Linked DNA regions of Sus scrofa: all the other regions are linked to region 1. Evidence: chromatin contacts called from public HiChIP or PLAC-seq data. All regions are on one chromosome and are shown on one strand. The core of a region is the stretch at or near the end of the contact, and the rest is flanking DNA. Distances in the headings are between cores, read along the strand shown. Region 1 holds the start of PNMA1 (paraneoplastic antigen Ma1). Region 2 holds the start of RIOX1 (bifunctional lysine-specific demethylase and histidyl-hydroxylase NO66). Region 3 holds the start of COQ6 (ubiquinone biosynthesis monooxygenase COQ6, mitochondrial). Region 4 holds the start of LOC110255331 (acyl-coenzyme A thioesterase 1-like). Region 5 holds the start of ZNF410 (zinc finger protein 410).

The links. HiChIP or PLAC-seq counts read pairs in DNA pulled down with a chosen protein or histone mark.
Region 2: an H3K27ac HiChIP or PLAC-seq map of alveolar macrophages shows a contact between it and region 1. The contact joins the promoter of RIOX1 here to the promoter of PNMA1 in region 1. A contact is called at or near these places in 1 of 5 promoter capture datasets (liver) and 2 of 2 datasets of contacts at active chromatin or transcription factors (alveolar macrophages and skeletal muscle).
Region 3: a contact with region 1 is called in an H3K27ac HiChIP or PLAC-seq map of skeletal muscle, with 4 times the contacts expected there. The contact joins the promoter of COQ6 here to the promoter of PNMA1 in region 1. A contact is called at or near these places in 2 of 47 Hi-C or Micro-C datasets (alveolar macrophages and psoas muscle) and 1 of 2 datasets of contacts at active chromatin or transcription factors (skeletal muscle).
Region 4: an H3K27ac HiChIP or PLAC-seq map of alveolar macrophages shows a contact between it and region 1. The contact joins the promoter of LOC110255331 here to the promoter of PNMA1 in region 1. A contact is called at or near these places in 2 of 5 promoter capture datasets (fetal liver and liver), 3 of 47 Hi-C or Micro-C datasets (embryonic fibroblasts, heart right ventricle and liver) and 2 of 2 datasets of contacts at active chromatin or transcription factors (alveolar macrophages and skeletal muscle).
Region 5: a contact with region 1 is called in an H3K27ac HiChIP or PLAC-seq map of alveolar macrophages. The contact joins the promoter of ZNF410 here to the promoter of PNMA1 in region 1. A contact is called at or near these places in 2 of 2 datasets of contacts at active chromatin or transcription factors (alveolar macrophages and skeletal muscle).

The regions. Positions count from the first base shown.
Region 1 is chr7:97,050,401-97,053,638 of Sscrofa11.1, forward strand. PNMA1 (paraneoplastic antigen Ma1) reads right to left here and starts at 1,457. Exons shown (of 1, transcript XM_021099497.1): 1 at 1-1,457. The coding sequence starts at 617.
Region 2 is chr7:96,821,376-96,824,613 of Sscrofa11.1, forward strand. RIOX1 (bifunctional lysine-specific demethylase and histidyl-hydroxylase NO66) reads left to right here and starts at 1,698. Exons shown (of 3, transcript XM_021099492.1): 1 at 1,698-3,238. The coding sequence starts at 1,781. All of the region lies in intron 15 of HEATR4 (HEAT repeat-containing protein 4), which reads right to left.
Region 3 is chr7:97,256,930-97,260,167 of Sscrofa11.1, forward strand. It overlaps COQ6 (ubiquinone biosynthesis monooxygenase COQ6, mitochondrial), which reads left to right and starts at 1,688. Exons shown (of 12, transcript XM_001929106.5): 1 at 1,688-1,910. The coding sequence starts at 1,745. It overlaps FAM161B (protein FAM161B), which reads right to left and starts at 1,746. Exons shown (of 10, transcript XM_021100078.1): 1 at 1,685-1,746; 2 at 1,381-1,633. The coding sequence starts at 1,746.
Region 4 is chr7:96,866,649-96,869,886 of Sscrofa11.1, forward strand. It overlaps LOC110255331 (acyl-coenzyme A thioesterase 1-like), which reads left to right and starts at 1,461. Exons shown (of 4, transcript XM_021099494.1): 1 at 1,461-2,045; 2 at 2,048-2,113; 3 at 3,170-3,238. The coding sequence starts at 1,529.
Region 5 is chr7:97,196,414-97,199,651 of Sscrofa11.1, forward strand. ZNF410 (zinc finger protein 410) reads left to right here and starts at 1,561. Exons shown (of 13, transcript XR_002346015.1): 1 at 1,561-1,674.

The DNA.
Region 1 (3,238 bases), core at 207-2,706:
AGGCTCTCCATCAACCGCCGCCTCTTTTCTACATCAGGCACCTGCCACTCCTCTATGACCTCATTAGTGTGCTCCAGCCAGGGATCAAATGCCTCCTCCCCTGGCCCCGGAATGTCCCTTCCCGAGAACAACGTCAGCTTCTTGTACCATATGGACTCAACCAGAGGCTGAATAACATTATCCAAAATATAGTTTAGCATCTCTGCCGGCATTTCGGGGCCTGGGGCCGGAGTGGGGTTCTGAAACCCAAGGACACGGGCAACATCTTGCACGGTCCACCCCTCTCTTGCTAGGAAGAGGTGCAACCTTTCTAAAAATTCAGCATCGGAAGTGGGGGGCTTAAAGACTACTTTCCAGACCCCTCCTTTACCTGGCATCTCCCTGGGGATCGCAGCATAATCGACAGCACCAGTGAGCTCTAACAAGGCTGCTTTGGCATTCTCTTCCCTCCAGAACATTCTCCCAAGCACTCGATAGGGCACCTGGGGCATCGCAGCTTGAAAGGTCTCTTCGATTTCGGTCTCATCACAGTTCACAGGGATCCCCCAGACCAGAAGGGCTCTCTGGGAGTTCACATCCATCCCCCTACACCAATCTTCCAGCAGTGTCATCGCCATTTTCCCAACTATCAAGGGCCCCAATTCTACAAATACAATTAGACTGTGGCTCCCTGTGCTCTAAAACTGAAGACAATAGCAGACGCTCCCACCGCCACCTCCCCCCATATGCCCGAGGGAGTCAATCACGTTTAACAAACGACACCAGTGTCCTGCTCTCCTCTTTTCGCTGCCCCTCAAAGCCAGGCCTCCGCGTTCTCGGAACGAAGCCTCGGGGATGCTCAGTCACATGGCCATCGCCATCTTGTGTCTCCGGTCGGGATCCGCAGGCCGGGTCCTCCACTTACAGGAAGGTGTCGCGTCGGAGCGCAGAGGCGAGGAAAAAAGGCGGGCGGCGAAAGCAGGAGCCGCAGGGCTTGATCGCGGGACGTGGCCGCCTCTTCGCAGCCTGGGCGCCAGGCACTCGCTGCTGCTCCCAGAGGGTGCAAGCTTTCGTTGCCAGAGCGGAGCACGCCTCAGACGAGCTAGGAGCCGCTTCTCCGCAGACAAGAACTAGTACCGCCCCCGGAGGGAAAGACTGTCCTAAGGGAAAGACAGCGGCGGCAGCGAGGCCAACCCGAGAGAGCTTCTTCGTGGGCAAACGTATCCCTCTGGGCGGCGAGGACGCCAAGGACCAAGAACACAGGCAGCAGAGGCGCAGGAAAGACGCGGAAGCCAGGCTAGAGGAGGCGCAGGCGCAGTCGCAGGCAGGCCGCGGCAGCCCCGCACGCAGGCGACCGCGGGCCGAGGTGGGCTGGAGCTGCACAGTTGTACCTCGGTCCCACCCGCAGCCAGCCTAGCCTTTACTGCCGCAGTGGAGGGCGGGGCCGGCCTTCGACCCGCCTCGCCCCGCCCCCCGCGGCCCTGCCCGCGCGACCGTAGCCACGGCAACCACCGACGCGAGACGCCGGAGCTCTAGCGGCCTGCAGGGGCGAATGGTTGCCATGGTGGCAGCTCGGGGCCGCGGGCGTTAATTTCCTTTACCGCGCATTTCCTTTTTCGCATTTTCCAGATTTTTTTTTTTCTTAACAAAGCACTGTGTTTAAAAGATAATATAATTCTGGAGTGGATTTAAGATGATATCCGGCCGTCAAGAAAGACTTGTCTACTCGCGTCGCTCGTTCAGAGGCAATGCTGTATAATACCCTGTACCACCTGACTGCACTCTGCACCCTCTAAATTTTATCCCAGTGAGTTGAGACTTCTTCTTGTCTAAAATGTTGTAAAAAGATCTAGATCTCTATGAATAGTAACCCGGCAAACACTAATGTGTTATTTCCCCTGCCCTGGCATCATGGATAAAACAGGCCTTATGGTTCAAAAATGTCAAGTATCCTTTGGAAGCAAACCAAGGCACACTTACAATCCCAGATGGTGAGATAATAAATCTTTCCCCCAAAGGACACAGAAATCAACTCTGAATTTTTAAAACCTTATTTAATAAAAGGTTTAAAGATACAGAAGAACATTCAAAAGTAAATAAGTTACATAGGTACATTACAATCACATCAGCAAGATTTTCTTTAGTGTGTTAATTTTTTTTTTTATAAAAAGCACACAAAAAATAAAATCTTCCGTCTGGTCTATCACAACTGTACAGCAAAAGAGGTAATATTTATATATATGTACACTATTTTAATATGTAACAGTCTTTTAAAAAAGGGTGCCACAGGCAGCAAACACACAAAAGGCAGTGTCTGATTTTTTCAAAATAAAAGGAATATACTTATTTATATGCTATTAAAATATTTGTACAATAATTACAGACTATCAAGGCTGTTCCTGTGCTCTGTCCCCTCCAACAAGGCCTTTGACTAAGAGACAAATGAGGAAAAGGTGAAACAGCTGCAAATTGTTAGTTAGAGGCAAATATTAATACAGCAAAATATGGGGAGGACATACAATTGTTTTATAAAAATATGCATACTTCCTGTAAACCTAAGGAGTTAGGCTTGCCACTGGTAATAAATACCATCTGAGAAAACTGAGCCCCGGTAAAAACATATTTAAACAGCTGAGGCTTGTGTATGTGTTGTATTCCTCCTTCATCTTAACATCTGGCACATGAGAAGAAAGAGGTTAGGTCATTGAGGCAGTTAAATATAGGGGATCCCTTTAGACATAAGCAGCACACGACCTCTGTGCCAGGGGTGGAAGTGGAGTAGCCAAAGGGATAGGTGTGTACCTTAGCTGTGACAGGGGTTGCTGAAGGCATGGAGGACAGTGTCGAAGCCCTGTCTCCTTGGGTGGCTAAGAGACCTCAGAAATGGTCTAGAACACAGGCACTAGGTTAATCTCATGCCCTTAGCTGAGTGTAGCTGGAGGCTGCGAGATGGGTATGTAAGGTGGTGTACAGAGGACATTATAAAGCTGAAGGTGTTTTCACTTAACTTCTTAAAGCAAACAGCTCTGAACAGAAAAGAAAAAAGAAAAAAACAACACGAGCCTGATATGTTCACAGGGAGAAAGCACCATAAAGGGTAAGCCTATGCCAGCTTCTATGGCTGCACCTACTTTATTGGCAGGTCACTTGCCACAATTGCATCTGCCCTCTAAACAGTTTACCTTTCGCATTACATTCTAAATATGAATCCATCCTGGATCGTAAACCCTTTCAAAACATGGTGTCAGTCGGGGTTAAT
Region 2 (3,238 bases), core at 448-2,947, 230 kb before region 1:
TGCAGAACACTGAAAATGCATTTGAAAATAAGAGAACTGCAATCCCAAACAATTCTGTACACACATAGATGGTCATATCCAAATCTAATGGGAAACACAAACCCAAAACTATAGTAAACACACACATTAAAAAGAAAAAGCAACCCATACAACACTGAAGATAATCAGCAAGTCACAAGAGAAAAACAGCAAAAGAACGGGGAGGGGAGCCCAAAGCAAAAATTCAAAACAACTAACAAAATGGCAATAAACACACACTTCCATAATTACACTGAATGTAAATGGATTAAATGCTCCAACCAAAAGACACAGACTGGCTGAGTGGATACAAAAAACAAGACCTGGGGCACATGGATGGGTTTTGAGTAGGGTGATGGTAGGTTTGGGGCCAAAGCTTGAGAAAACTAATTTCTTTTCTTTTTTGTCGACACCCATGGCATGTGGAAGTTTCCCAACCAGGGATGGAACCTGAGCTGCAGCCGTCACCTATGTCACAGCTGTGGCAATGCCAGATCTTTAATCTGCTGCTCCACACCAGGAACTTTGAAAAAACTAATTTTGTCCTTACTTGTGTTATAAATTAGCACAGGGGGCAATTAAAGTTAAAAAGAGACTTGTTGGGAGGCCACTTGTAATAGACCAGGGTTTCTCAGCCTCAGCATTATTAACATTTCAGGTTGGATAATTATTTGTTGGGGGTGGAGTGTTGTCTTTTGCATTGTGGCTGTTCAGCAGCATCTCTGGCTTTTACTCATGAGATGCTATAGCATCAACCCTCCTCCCCCAAAGTGTTTCTTGGGGAGGCAAAATCCACCCCAAGTAGCAGACCATTGTAATAGACCATAAGAGAAATAAAACGGGTAAATGTAACACCTAAGAGGAGTAAAATCTAAAAGCTTTTAGACTCCAAGTGTTTGGATTGAAATGTGAGTGAGAAAGAGGATTGAAAGATCAAATGGAACCACAGAAAAGGCCCTAGAGACCATGTAGTCTAACATGCTTATAATTGCTTGTAAGGTTGTGAACTCTTTCTGAGAGAGTTCGGTAAAACCTATAATAATGACAAAAATTATCCTGTTCGTAGCAATTCCATTCCTGGGAATTTATAATAAATGATTCAAATGAACACAAGTCATCTTTATGTATAAAGCAACAATAGTTTCATGGAGACAGTGACGATGTTCTCAGCAATTGCACTCTCATGCCTACCACAGTGCCCACATATAATAAGGCTCAGATATAATAATAAGTCGACATAAAGTTCAGAGGAGAAGAGATTCTGGGGATAGAAGTTGTAGTTAATGAAACAAAATTCCAGAGGGAGTGGGAAAGGCAGATATCAAGAACAAGAGTAGAAAAGCCCATACCTTCTTTTTTGTGGTGGGAGCACAATGACTTAAAATTTGTGATGCAGCTGGGGAACATGCTATTCAGAAACGAGGAAGACCCGGGGAACACTGCAAAGTGCAGATACTAGAACGAAAGAGGAGTGAAGCAGCCAACTTTTTTCTCCTGGAGTCCCTGGCAACTTGATTTTTAAACTGCCCACAAAACAGAGACACCAGGTTAATCACGCAAGGACTCAGGTGCTCTAGCTGGGGAAGCCAGGCATTTAATTAAGTTAACATTTTCTAACCCGGCGCGCGGGAGGCGCCAGGGGGAAGAATGGTGGGCGTGGACAACCCAGTGCGGCTGGAGGCCCGCCCCCTTCCCAGAGTACACGGCGGCCGCGGCCTGCAAGAGCCGGTTTGTCGCTGTCTGCTCCGGAGAGGGTCGGACCATGGACGGGCTCCGGGCTAGCGCAGGGCTGCTGAGGCGCGGGCGGCTGAGGCGCCGGCGCCAGCCTCAGCCACACAGCGGGTCGGTCCTGGCCCTGCCCCTGAGGCCCAGGAAGATCCGAAGGCAGCTGCGGAGAAGTGTCGCGTCCCGCATGGCCGCGCTGAGGGCCCAGACGCTGCCAAGCGAGGACTCGGAGGACTCGAGGGTGGAGTCGACGGTCGACGGTCCCGTGGACCCGCTGGCTGGCGGGGTGGTGGGCCTTCCGGATGCCGCCCGGCGGGAGCCATATGGCCACCTCGGGCCCGCGGAGCTGCTGGAGGCCTCACCCGCGTCCCGCTCCCTGCAGACTCCTCGAGCCCTGGTGGAGTCGCAGACCCCGGCAGCGCGCTTGGTGGAGGCGCAGACGCCGCCGGCGCGGCTGATGGAGGGGCCCGCCCTGCCCGCGCGCCTAGTGCCGGGTTCGGCGCCGCCCGCGCGCCTGGTGGAGGTGGCCGCTGCGCCGGCCCGCGGGGTGGAGAACTCTACCCTGTTGTGCTCTGCCCAGCACTTGGCGGGCGCCCCGCCGTCCATGGCTCCTGCGACGCTGTCGGGGCCTCAGGGGGAAAGCATGAACGGGGAGCTGCCCTGGGACTCTCCTCTGCAGCGCGTCTTGGCCGAGCTGAACCGCATCCCCAGCAGCCGGCGGCGGGCGGCGCGCCTCTTTGAATGGCTCATCTCGCCCATGCCGCCAGACCACTTCTACCGGCGCCTGTGGGAGCGTGAGGCGGTGCTGGTGCGGCGGCAGGACCACACCTACTACCAGGGTCTCTTCTCTACCGCAGACCTGGACTCCATGCTGCGGAACGAGGAGGTCCAGTTCGGGCAGCACCTGGACGCCGCGCGCTACATCAACGGGCGGCGCGAGACTCTGAACCCTCCCGGCCGCGCCCTGCCCGCCGCCGCGTGGTCCCTGTACCAGGCCGGCTGCTCCCTGCGCCTCCTCTGTCCGCAGGCTTTCTCCACCACCGTGTGGCAGTTTTTGGCTGTGCTTCAAGAGCAGTTTGGAAGCATGGCAGGCTCCAACGTTTACCTCACGCCCCCCAACTCGCAGGGCTTTGCCCCCCACTACGACGACATTGAGGCTTTCGTGCTGCAGCTGGAAGGTAGGAAACTCTGGCGGGTCTACCGACCGCGGGTCCCGACTGAGGAACTAGCCCTGACATCCAGTCCCAACTTCAGCCAGGACGACCTCGGTGAGCCGGTGCTGCAGACGGTGCTGGAACCTGGAGATTTGCTTTATTTTCCCCGAGGCTTCATTCACCAAGCCGAATGCCAGGACGGAGTGCACTCTCTGCATCTGACCTTGTCCACATACCAGCGCAATACCTGGGGCGACTTCCTGGAGGCTGTACTGCCTCTGGCAGTGCAGGCTGCAATGGAAGAAAACGTGGAGTTCCGTAGGGGACTGCCCCGAGACTTC
Region 3 (3,238 bases), core at 438-2,937, 210 kb after region 1:
TGGGAGACCACTGTAAGTTCAAAACAAAGCAGGCTTGCTTAACCAGTGGAGGTGTGAGAATCGCCCCCAGGTCATTGGGTGGGAGATGGGATAAGTCCTGCATTCAGATTCAGACCCAGGGGAAGAGTTTGAAGGCCACCCTTCAGCTGATTTGAATACACTCCTTACAGGATACTAAGGAGGAGCTCTATTCCCGGAGAGGAAGAGGCGGGCCTTTCCAACCCCCACTCCCCTCGGATGATAAAATTGCGGCCCCGAAGATTAGACCCTCCGCAGGGCTTCCTTGCCTGCTCACTTGTACCTCTTACAAGAGTCCTATCCTAGTAAATCTGTTCCTTGTCTGTCGCTTTGTCTTTCGCTGAATTCCTTCTGCGCAGAGGCATAAAGAACCTGAGCCTTGGTGAGTCCAAACACAGGGTAACTCGAATTTAAAACCGTGGGTTTAAGTCTCAATCTGGCTTTAGGTTGGGTCGGGTCCTGGCACCTGGGTTCAAGTCCCAATCTGGGTTTTGGCTGGGTTCAGGCGGGTTAGTGTTGTCAATTTCGTTACCATATAATTGATACAAATCACTCAAAGTGAACAGTTCAGTGGGTTTCAATATATTCAGAGTTGCACAACCATCACCACAATCAGTTTCAGATCATTTAAATCATCCTCCCAAAGGACCCCATTCCATTTTGTTGTCACTCCCTATCTTCTCTAACCCTCCTCCAAGCCTCAAGCCCTAAGCAACCACCAGTTTACTTTCTGTCTCTGTGGATTTGGGAGGCAAATTTCTGGTTTTTTGTTTTGTTTTGTCTTTTTGTCCTTTTTAGGGCCGCACCCGCCGCATATGGTGGTTCCCAGGCTAGGGGTCGAATCGGAGCTATAGCTGCAGGCCTACGCCAGAGCCACAGCAACGCCAGATCCGAGCCGTGTCTGCGACCTACACCACAGCTCACGGCAACGCCGGATTCTTAACCCGCTGAGCGGAGCCAGGGATCGAACTCACAACCTCAAGGTTCCTACTCGGATTCTTTAACCACTGAGCCACGACGGGAACTCCATGGGGGCAAATTTCTTAATCTCTCTGTGCCTCAGCTTTTTCTTCTATGAAATGGAGACAAGAATCGTGCTTTTAGTCCTGGGATGGTTGAGAGGAAAAGGAAAAACTAAAGGCCATTGCTATGGCTCTATGAATAGCTTGTCAGAAAGCTCAAGCATTGGAGTCCCATTGCTGAGTCTGGTCTCCGCTTGCCTAAACTCGGTCAGTTTTAATCCCACGCCCCTGTGACACGCCCCTGTCGACGGTCTCCAAGGCAACGTCAAACAGTTTCCTCTCTTAGGGATTCCTTTCCAGTTAGCAGACATGATCGCTCCCTTTCTTTTTCTTTCCTCACCTGAGGACTCCACTGAGCGCCGCAGGAGCTTCCCGAGGAGCTCCCCACGGTCATCTCCTCAGCTGGGCAGAGACAGAAGCGTGGAAGAGACAGTGGCGTGACAGCTGCTGTAGCTGCCCTAGCTACGCAGGTCAGGTTCCGCCCCTTTCTCGCTTGGGCCGCTGATTGGCTTCCAGGCAGATACACGAAATGGTCCCTTTCCTCGGCAGGCAAGATTCGTCTTCTGATTGGCTTATTCTCTAGGTAAGTTCTACTTCCGGTTTAGAGGTGGAGGTTAAAGCAGCTAGTGACTGGAGGGCTCTGCTCCGGAAGTGCTCCCGGAGGCGGGCCTAGCGGGGCGCCAAATACGGCGCAAGTCAGCACCATGGCTGCCCGGCTGGCTGGCAGCCGATCGGGGACTGCTCTTTCTGCTGCCCAGAGAGGCCCGCTAGTTTCCTGTCGGAGGTGGGCCGGCGCCACGGCTGACACCGTGTATGATGTTGTGGTGTCGGGTGGAGGCATGGTGGGCGCCGCTATGGCCTGTGCCTTGGGTAAGCGCATCTCCAGACCGGTAGTGGCGGGGAGTGGGGCCCGGGAGGAACGGTGAGAACCGTGGGAACCCTGGCACTGTTTGCCCAGAGTCTGAGAGTTATGTATCTTGTGGTCCATTCCCTGCCCAGAGGAGCCCCAAGGCCTTGGGGCAAGCGTTTGTTCCTTCAGGATGTCAAAGGGTCAAAAGTGGGAGGGAACAGTAGGAGTTCTTCCAAGGCGTGGGGAAACAGACTTGCCCAGGGTTTTTTAGTTCTGGACACCGTTGAAAGGAAGCAGGCATTGCCTATTGAGCTAGGCTGGTTTGTGTTGGTTTTTAAACAGCTTCACTGAGGCGTTCCCGTGGTGGCTCAGTGGAAATGAATCTGACTAGTGAGGAAGATGCAGGTTTCATCCTTGGCCTCACTCAGTGGGTTAAGGATCCAGCGTTGCCCTGAGCGGTGGTCTAGGTTGCAGACTCCTGTGGGATCTACATTGCTGTGGCTGTGGTGTGAGCCGGCAGCGACAGCTCCAACTATACCCCTAGCCCGAGAACCTCCATATGCCGTGGGTGCGGCCCTAAAAAGTCAAAAATAAATAAATAAATAGCTTCATTGAGATATGATTTGTACACTATCATTTAAAGCATAGAATTTGATGATTTTTAGTATATTCACAGAATTGTGCAGCCATCGCCACAATAAATTTTAAAGTATTTTTATCATCTCCAAAAGGAATCCAAACTCCTTAATGGTCACTGTCCACGTCCCCCCTAGGTAACTGCTCGTGTACTTTCCGCCTCTATATATTTGCTTTTTTGGGACATTTCCATATACATGGAATCTACTTAATGTTTTTGATTTTCACGCAGGTTGTAGCTTGTGCTTCATTCCTTTTTACAAGCTTAATATTTTGTGTGGATATAGCACATTTATTCATTCATCAGTTTTGGACGATAGCAAGTAATGCTACTATCATTTTGTGTATAAGCTTTTGTGTACACTCCTATTCCTAGGAGTGGATTTGCTAGGTCACAGTAAACTCTGTTTAACCTTTTGAAGAACAGCCAGTGTTCCAAAGTGGCTGCCCATGTAAAATACATTTCCCCCAACAATATATGACAAATATAATTTCTCCACATCCTGGATAGCAATGTTAGTATCTTTTTGTTACTAGTTATACTAGGGAGTGTGAAGTGCTCTCTCCTGGTTCTTTCCTTTGTTCATTGTTTTGTTTTGTTTTCTTCCTTCCTTCCTTCCTTTCTCTATCCATCCATCCATCCAGCACTGCAGCATATGGAAGTTCCTAGGGATCAAACCTGGGCCTCTGCAGTGCCAACGCTGGGTAATTA
Region 4 (3,238 bases), core at 211-2,710, 180 kb before region 1:
TTTGCAGGTTTCTCTAACAGAAAATATATGAATTCATGAATGTAAACTTAAGCACAAGGCCTTGGAGGAAGCCTGTTAACTTTAATGAGAAATTCACCACCGGGTGAAACCCATAGCTTATGAAAAAGTGGGAAAATTCTCCAGGATGAAAGGGAGATAATGTTTGCCTAAATGGAGCAACATGAGAGTCCAGTATAACAAAATGACAACTACTACCTCATTTAGCTATTTGTACATCCATAAGGAAAGAAGCTGAGGTCACAAAGCTAGTAAGATGCTAGGCCTCTTAGTTGTGGAACGGTGTGGAAAAATTAACATACACACAAAACACAAGAAAAACACCATTAAAAAATTTTTATTAGAGTATAGTTGATTTACAACCTTGTGGTAGTTTTAGGTGTACAGCAAGGTGAATCAGTTATACATACACATAAGCACTTCTTTTTTTTTTTTTCCTTTAGCTGCCCCAAGGCACTGCAGTTCCCGGAGCAGGGATCAGATCACAGGATCCTACATAGGATCCTTTTATTTTTGTCTTTTTAGGGCAGCACTTGCGGCATATGGAGGTTCCCAAGCTAGGGGTCAAATTGGAGCTGTAGCTGCTGGCCTATGCCACGGCCACAGCATACAGGATCTGAGCCATGACTGAGACCTACACCACAGCTCACAGTAACCCTGGATCTTAACCCACTAAGCAAGACTGGGGATCTAACCCATGTCCTTGTGGATACTAGTTGGGTTCCTTAACTACTGAGCCATGACAGGAACTCCCACATAGGATCTTTTAACACACTTAACCCACTGTGTTGGGGGGGCTGTGGATGGACCTGTCTTGGCACTGCAGAGAAGCTGCTGATTTCCTTATGCTACAGTAAGAATGCCTCTGTTCTTTTCCAGATTATTTTCCTACACAGGTATTACAGAATACTGAATAAAACCAAAAACCAACCCCTACCTTTTTACAAAAAAGAAACAGACTCACAGATTTCTAAATCAAACCTACGGTTACCAAAGGGGAAATGTAACAGTGGGTAGGAGGGTGAGATGTATAAATTAGGAGTTTGAGATTAATATATATACACTACTATATATAAAATAAGCAACCAACAAGGACCTACCGGACATTTTAAAAGGTCTATGACTATTAACCGGTGTGAATTACTCAACAAAGTGATGAAACTTAATTCCAGCCCACTCCTCCTGGCTATTAAGTTTGGCGACTTGACACATTTGCTAAGTGCCAGGTTCCTTCGGGGGCAGCCCTGGTCCAGCCTACTCCAGCTCCTGAGAGGTAAAGCCAGGAAATCCGTTCCCGAAGTAAAAGTCCTGCGTCTCGGTTTTCCCTCTTACTTTGAAAGACAGGCTGCTTACTGATTGGCAGGACTTCCCTGCTACCCCAATTTCAGCCGACTGCTCGCCACCAATGGGTGCTGAGACTGCAGTTAAGTAGCCTGCCGCTAGGGGACCTCTGACTACTTTCTAACTTTCGTAGGCTCTTCAATCGCCCATATCTGAAATAAGGCACAAAATGGTGGCCTCGTATCTGGCTCTCCTGCGAGCGACGAGACTTTACCAAGTGGGCCATACGAGCTGCGGACGGTTGGTAGGGCTTCCAAAACTAAGGACCGCTAACCCAATCTCTTGGACCCCATTCCGGATGGCGGCGACCGTGACGCTGGAGCCCGCGGGCCGTTGCTGCTGGGACGAGCCGGTGCGCATTGCTGTGCGCGGCCTGGCCCCAGAGCAGCCGGTCACGCTGCGCGCGTCCCTGCGCGACGAGAAGGGCGCGCTCTTCAGGGCCCACGCGCGCTACTGCGCCGACACCGACGGCCAGCTGGACCTGGCGCGCGCGCCCGCGCTGGGCGGCAGCTTCGTGGGGCTCGAGCCCATGGGGCTCTTCTGGGCTCTGGAGCCCGAGAAGCCTTTGCTACGGCTGGTGAAGCGGGACGTGCAGACGCCCTTCGCCGTGGAGCTGGAGGTGTTCGACGGCCACGAGCCCGAGGGCGGGCGGCTCCTGGGCCGGGCTGTGCACGAGCGCGACTTCCTGCGCCCGGGGTTCGGCGCGAGCCGGTGCGCGCGGGCCGGGTGCGCGCCACGCTTTTCCTGCCTCCAGGTGAGCCGCGGACTAACATAACTGTAAGGCAAGGGGTAGCTCCCAACATTCTGGAGGTCCACGGGGCCTGAAACTTTCTGGGAGACAGGAATGGGACAGTAAGGTTGGCTGGGGAGGTGCTCTGCCACTCCAAAATAGAGGTTAGGCCAAAGACATCATACGGAAAGAGAAGAGGTAGTTGTAATGTAAAGAAAAGGAATAGAGTAGGGCGTTTCCACTGTGGCTCAGCGGGTTAAGAGCCCGACTAAAATCCAAGAGGAGGCAGGTCTGATTCCTGGCCTCCATAAGTGGGTTAAAGGTTCTGGTGTTGCAACAGGCTGAGTCGCAAATGCCTCTGGGAACTGGCGTTGTTGCAGCTGTGGCTGCGTAGGCTGGATGCCTTCTGGCCTGGGAACCTCCATGTGCCAAGGGTGCAGCCCTAAAAAGACCAAAAGAAATAAGTATAGGTAGTTTCTAAATCTCACTGGCTGTTTCTCATTGCCTGGGTTGCTGGGGTGGTCAGTTTCTTGAAGGAGATGCAATGTACATCTTTTCTTGTTGTGGCCAGTGGCTGATGATTCTTTCCTGTTGATGACTCTTCTGCTGTGATCTGTAACGGACAGTTCTTTGCATAATTAATGTGGAGTGGTACTGCTGAGAATTCCCCTTCTGTCTTCTGAAATCCAATGTGAGGTTCCCCTTTATTAATTTTCACAGCACCAGCAATGTACGGGGACCCAGCTGTCCACATCCCCACTAGAATCTGGCATTCCCAATTTGGGGGAGGGAGCAGAGAGGACATTGATTTTTACTGTTTTCATTGTCTGTACATTATTTTTAATCACAAAAGTAGTGCATGCTTTTTGTAAAAATCTGTGGGGCTTTGAGGCTCTGGGTATAGAAGGGAACGTGGATTTAGCCTAAGCCACTGTCTGGATCTTTGAAGACCAGAGCCATTCAGCATTTCTGATTGTCAACAGAAAACTCTGACATCACCAAATAGGCAACACGTGGCTTCTGACACCACTGCAAAGAGCTTCAGGAATTGTTTAGTTTTGTCTTTTGTTTCTTCCCAAGAACCTGGCCCCTTTCCTGGGATCGTGGACCTTTTTGGAGCTGGAGGGGGCCTTCCAGAATACCGAGCCA
Region 5 (3,238 bases), core at 311-2,810, 150 kb after region 1:
TGTCATCAACCTTTTAATATGGTAAAATTGAGGCTATTTTCCTGAATGTTGTGCTGGTTTTTTTAAGGATCCAGCAACTCAGGATCCTTAACCCACTGATCAAGGCCAGGCATTGAACCTGCATCTTCGTGGATACTAGTCGGATTTGTTAACTGCTGAGCCACAAGCCACGACAGGAACTCCCTGTTGTGCTGGTCTACGGTCAGCTATTTACAAACTGCAATATACTTCTGTGTAGATTCGAACCATGTTAGTAATCAGTCACTCCAGTTAACCTCAGTGGCCTTCACGTCTTTGTTTTATATACTTTTCCTGGACCATTTCATCCCTAGAGAGGGCTTCATCTCTTGTCTGTATGTTGATAACTCCCAATTTTATATCTTTCTTCTTCTTTTTTTTAAGGGCCGCACCTACAACATACGGCCGGTGGCATATGGAGGTTCTCAGGCCAGGGGTCCAATCAGAGCTGTAACCGCCAGCCTACACCAGAGCCACAGCAATGCAGGATCTGAGCCATGTCTTTGACCTACACTGCAGCTCACAGCAACACCAGATCCTGAACTCACTGAGCAAGGCTAGGGATTGAACCCCCATCCTCATGGATGCTAATCAGGTTCATTAACCATTGAGCTACATAGGGAGCTCTCCAACTTCTTATCTTATTTCTGACCTCTTGAGCTAGGGACCTTTACCTCCAAGTAAATATCCTATAGGCCCCTAGGATAGATAAACTCTACTTATCTAAAGAGGAATTATCTTCCCTTGAAACGTGTTGCTTCTTTGTTTATAAATCACCATCTGTTTGTGTACTCAAACTACCTCTCTAGTTTCTTTAGCCTTTATCCTTGAAAGTAGGTATCTATCCTTCTTAGAGACGCCTTTAATTCCCACTGCCACTATCCTCGTTGAGTCCCTCCCTCATCCTTTGGCACACAGCAAGTACTCAAAAAAGTAACTTCACAAAGTCAAATACATAAAGCTCTAACAAGTTGTAGCACCCAGCCTGAAACTCAAGTGTTCTAGCCTCCGTCTGGATATCCGAGAACTCGTTACATCCTAATGTACTGAGAGAACCCAGACTCTGGGGAATTCACATTGCAGAAAAAAGTTATACACGTAAGTCTCAATTCTTCTTGCGAGCAGTATGCAATGCAAAACTAGATTCTGCAAGTTCCCTTCTCCAGCAGTGAAGCTTGGAGGTCCTCTTCACTGAGAACTTTGATAAATATTTAAGTGGTGATCTTTTCCTTCTTGCTTGCCTCCGATGGAACTTGTACTGATCTCAGCTGACAGGAAAAACTACCCCGTCCGCTGCAGCAGGGAAGCAGTGACGTCACGGCTAGACTTTAACGATCCGTTTTTTTCGGGCTTCGCAGACCAAGGAGCTCCAAAGGCCGAGAGGGAATGAGTGGGAGGCGGGAGACCCAGTTCCTTCCCTCCCAGAACCAAGTCCTGCGCTACCAGCTTGGCCCTCTCAGGCCAGCGGCCCTCGGGCTAGAACCCCTGGCCAGGCGGCCATCACCGGACTCGGAGGCGAGCGAGTGGGCGTGTGCGTGGGGGGCGGCCAAACTTCCTGTCCCGCGGTCGAGCTGCTTCCGGCGGGAGCCGGAAGACGCTGTGTGTGGACGGAATTCGAGACCGAGTGACGGACGGACGGCTGCCCGGGACAGGAAGGTGAGCTCTAGGGTGGGCCCGACCGCACCCGCTTGGCTGGACGGTTCTCGAGAGGGAGCGCGCCAGTGCCGGCTCCTCGGGAGCTCGGGCCGAGTTCGACCCCGGAGGGGTTTGGGAATCCGCCCCCAGGGGCACCCACCTGGATCTGGCGCTACCGGGAGCGGCCGGTCTGAAGCCCCACAGCTTCAGCTCTTCCTCTCGCGGGTTTTTGGGGCCTACATTTTGGCTCCTTTGCCTGGTTTTGGGGATGGGGGGAACAACACAAACCCGGATAGCTCGAGTCAGCGAGTGGCCGGGGCCGGGGCCGGGGCGGGGGCTCCCGGACAGCCCCCTAAGCGGGGCCTGCCCACGGACCTTAGGCCCCTTCACTAGGCCATTTGTAATAGGTGAATGAGGATGCCAGGGGGACTCTGCCCTGGACGTTTCAGTCCAGATGCACCCTCTTTCTTATGTCCACTTGCTTTCTGTGTCTGGAAGAAGGAAGGCTGCCAATTCCAAGGGGCTGGGCCGCTGGTTTCTTCTTCGCCTGTCATTTCAGGGCAAGGGTGTGGACTGTGAGTGTTTACAGCCTGTATTCATTTAGCAGGTAGAATTTATCCTCTGAAGTTTTTTTCATGGGAAAGAATTCTACTAGTTTATTAAAGTTTATCCCACTTCCGCACGAGGCTCTGAAACGCATTTAGGAACAATTTGAAAGTAAAATATTATTAACTTGGAACTTAAGAATTTTCGCTTTTCTCTCACTTTGGGGACAAGGGTCCGTGCAACATATATTTGCTAAGAGAATAAAAGAAACATTTTGAAATAAAGCCAAAGGCATTTTGTTATTGTTAAGGAGTGAGAAATTCTACTTTGTGTTATCTTTATGTGGAACAAAGTCAACTAACTTGCAGTCAAAGGATTTAGGTTCTAGTTTTTCAAGTTTTGCATCTAAGTGGATGTCTAATTTTTGGCAAGTTACTTAGTCGCTAACTTTGCGCCTTTTTTTCCCCCTCTGTAAATGAAGGGGCCTACCTATTCATTCAGGAGATATTTCCTGAATGCTTAGTTTGTACAAAGCATCTTGCTAAGTTAATGGGAGAAGGATGAATAAATTCTTTGAACCTTAACCATTGAAAAAAAATATTCAGGTAGATAACTAATACCCAAGGCAAAATGAAATAATTGCTAAAGAGAAGTTAAACTATGTGCTGTGAGAACATAGAGGGAAGGAAGTTTTGTTCTGACTGGGGGAAAGGGATCAGTCTTCATGGAGGATGGCATTTGAGTTGGATTTTATTTTATTTTTATTATTTTTTATTATTATTATTATTTTTGTCTTTTTGCCTTTTCTAGGGCCGCTTCCCCCGGCATATGGAGGTTCCCAGGCTAGGAGTCTAATCAGAGCTGCAGCTGCTGGCCCACCCCACAGCCACAGCAGTGCGGGATCTGAGCCGCATCTGCAACCTACACCACAGCTCATGGCAACCTTCCTTGGATAAGGTGATCCTTAACCCACTGAGCAAGGCCAGGGATCAAACCCACAACCTCATGGTTCCTAGTCGGATTCGTTAACCACTGCGCC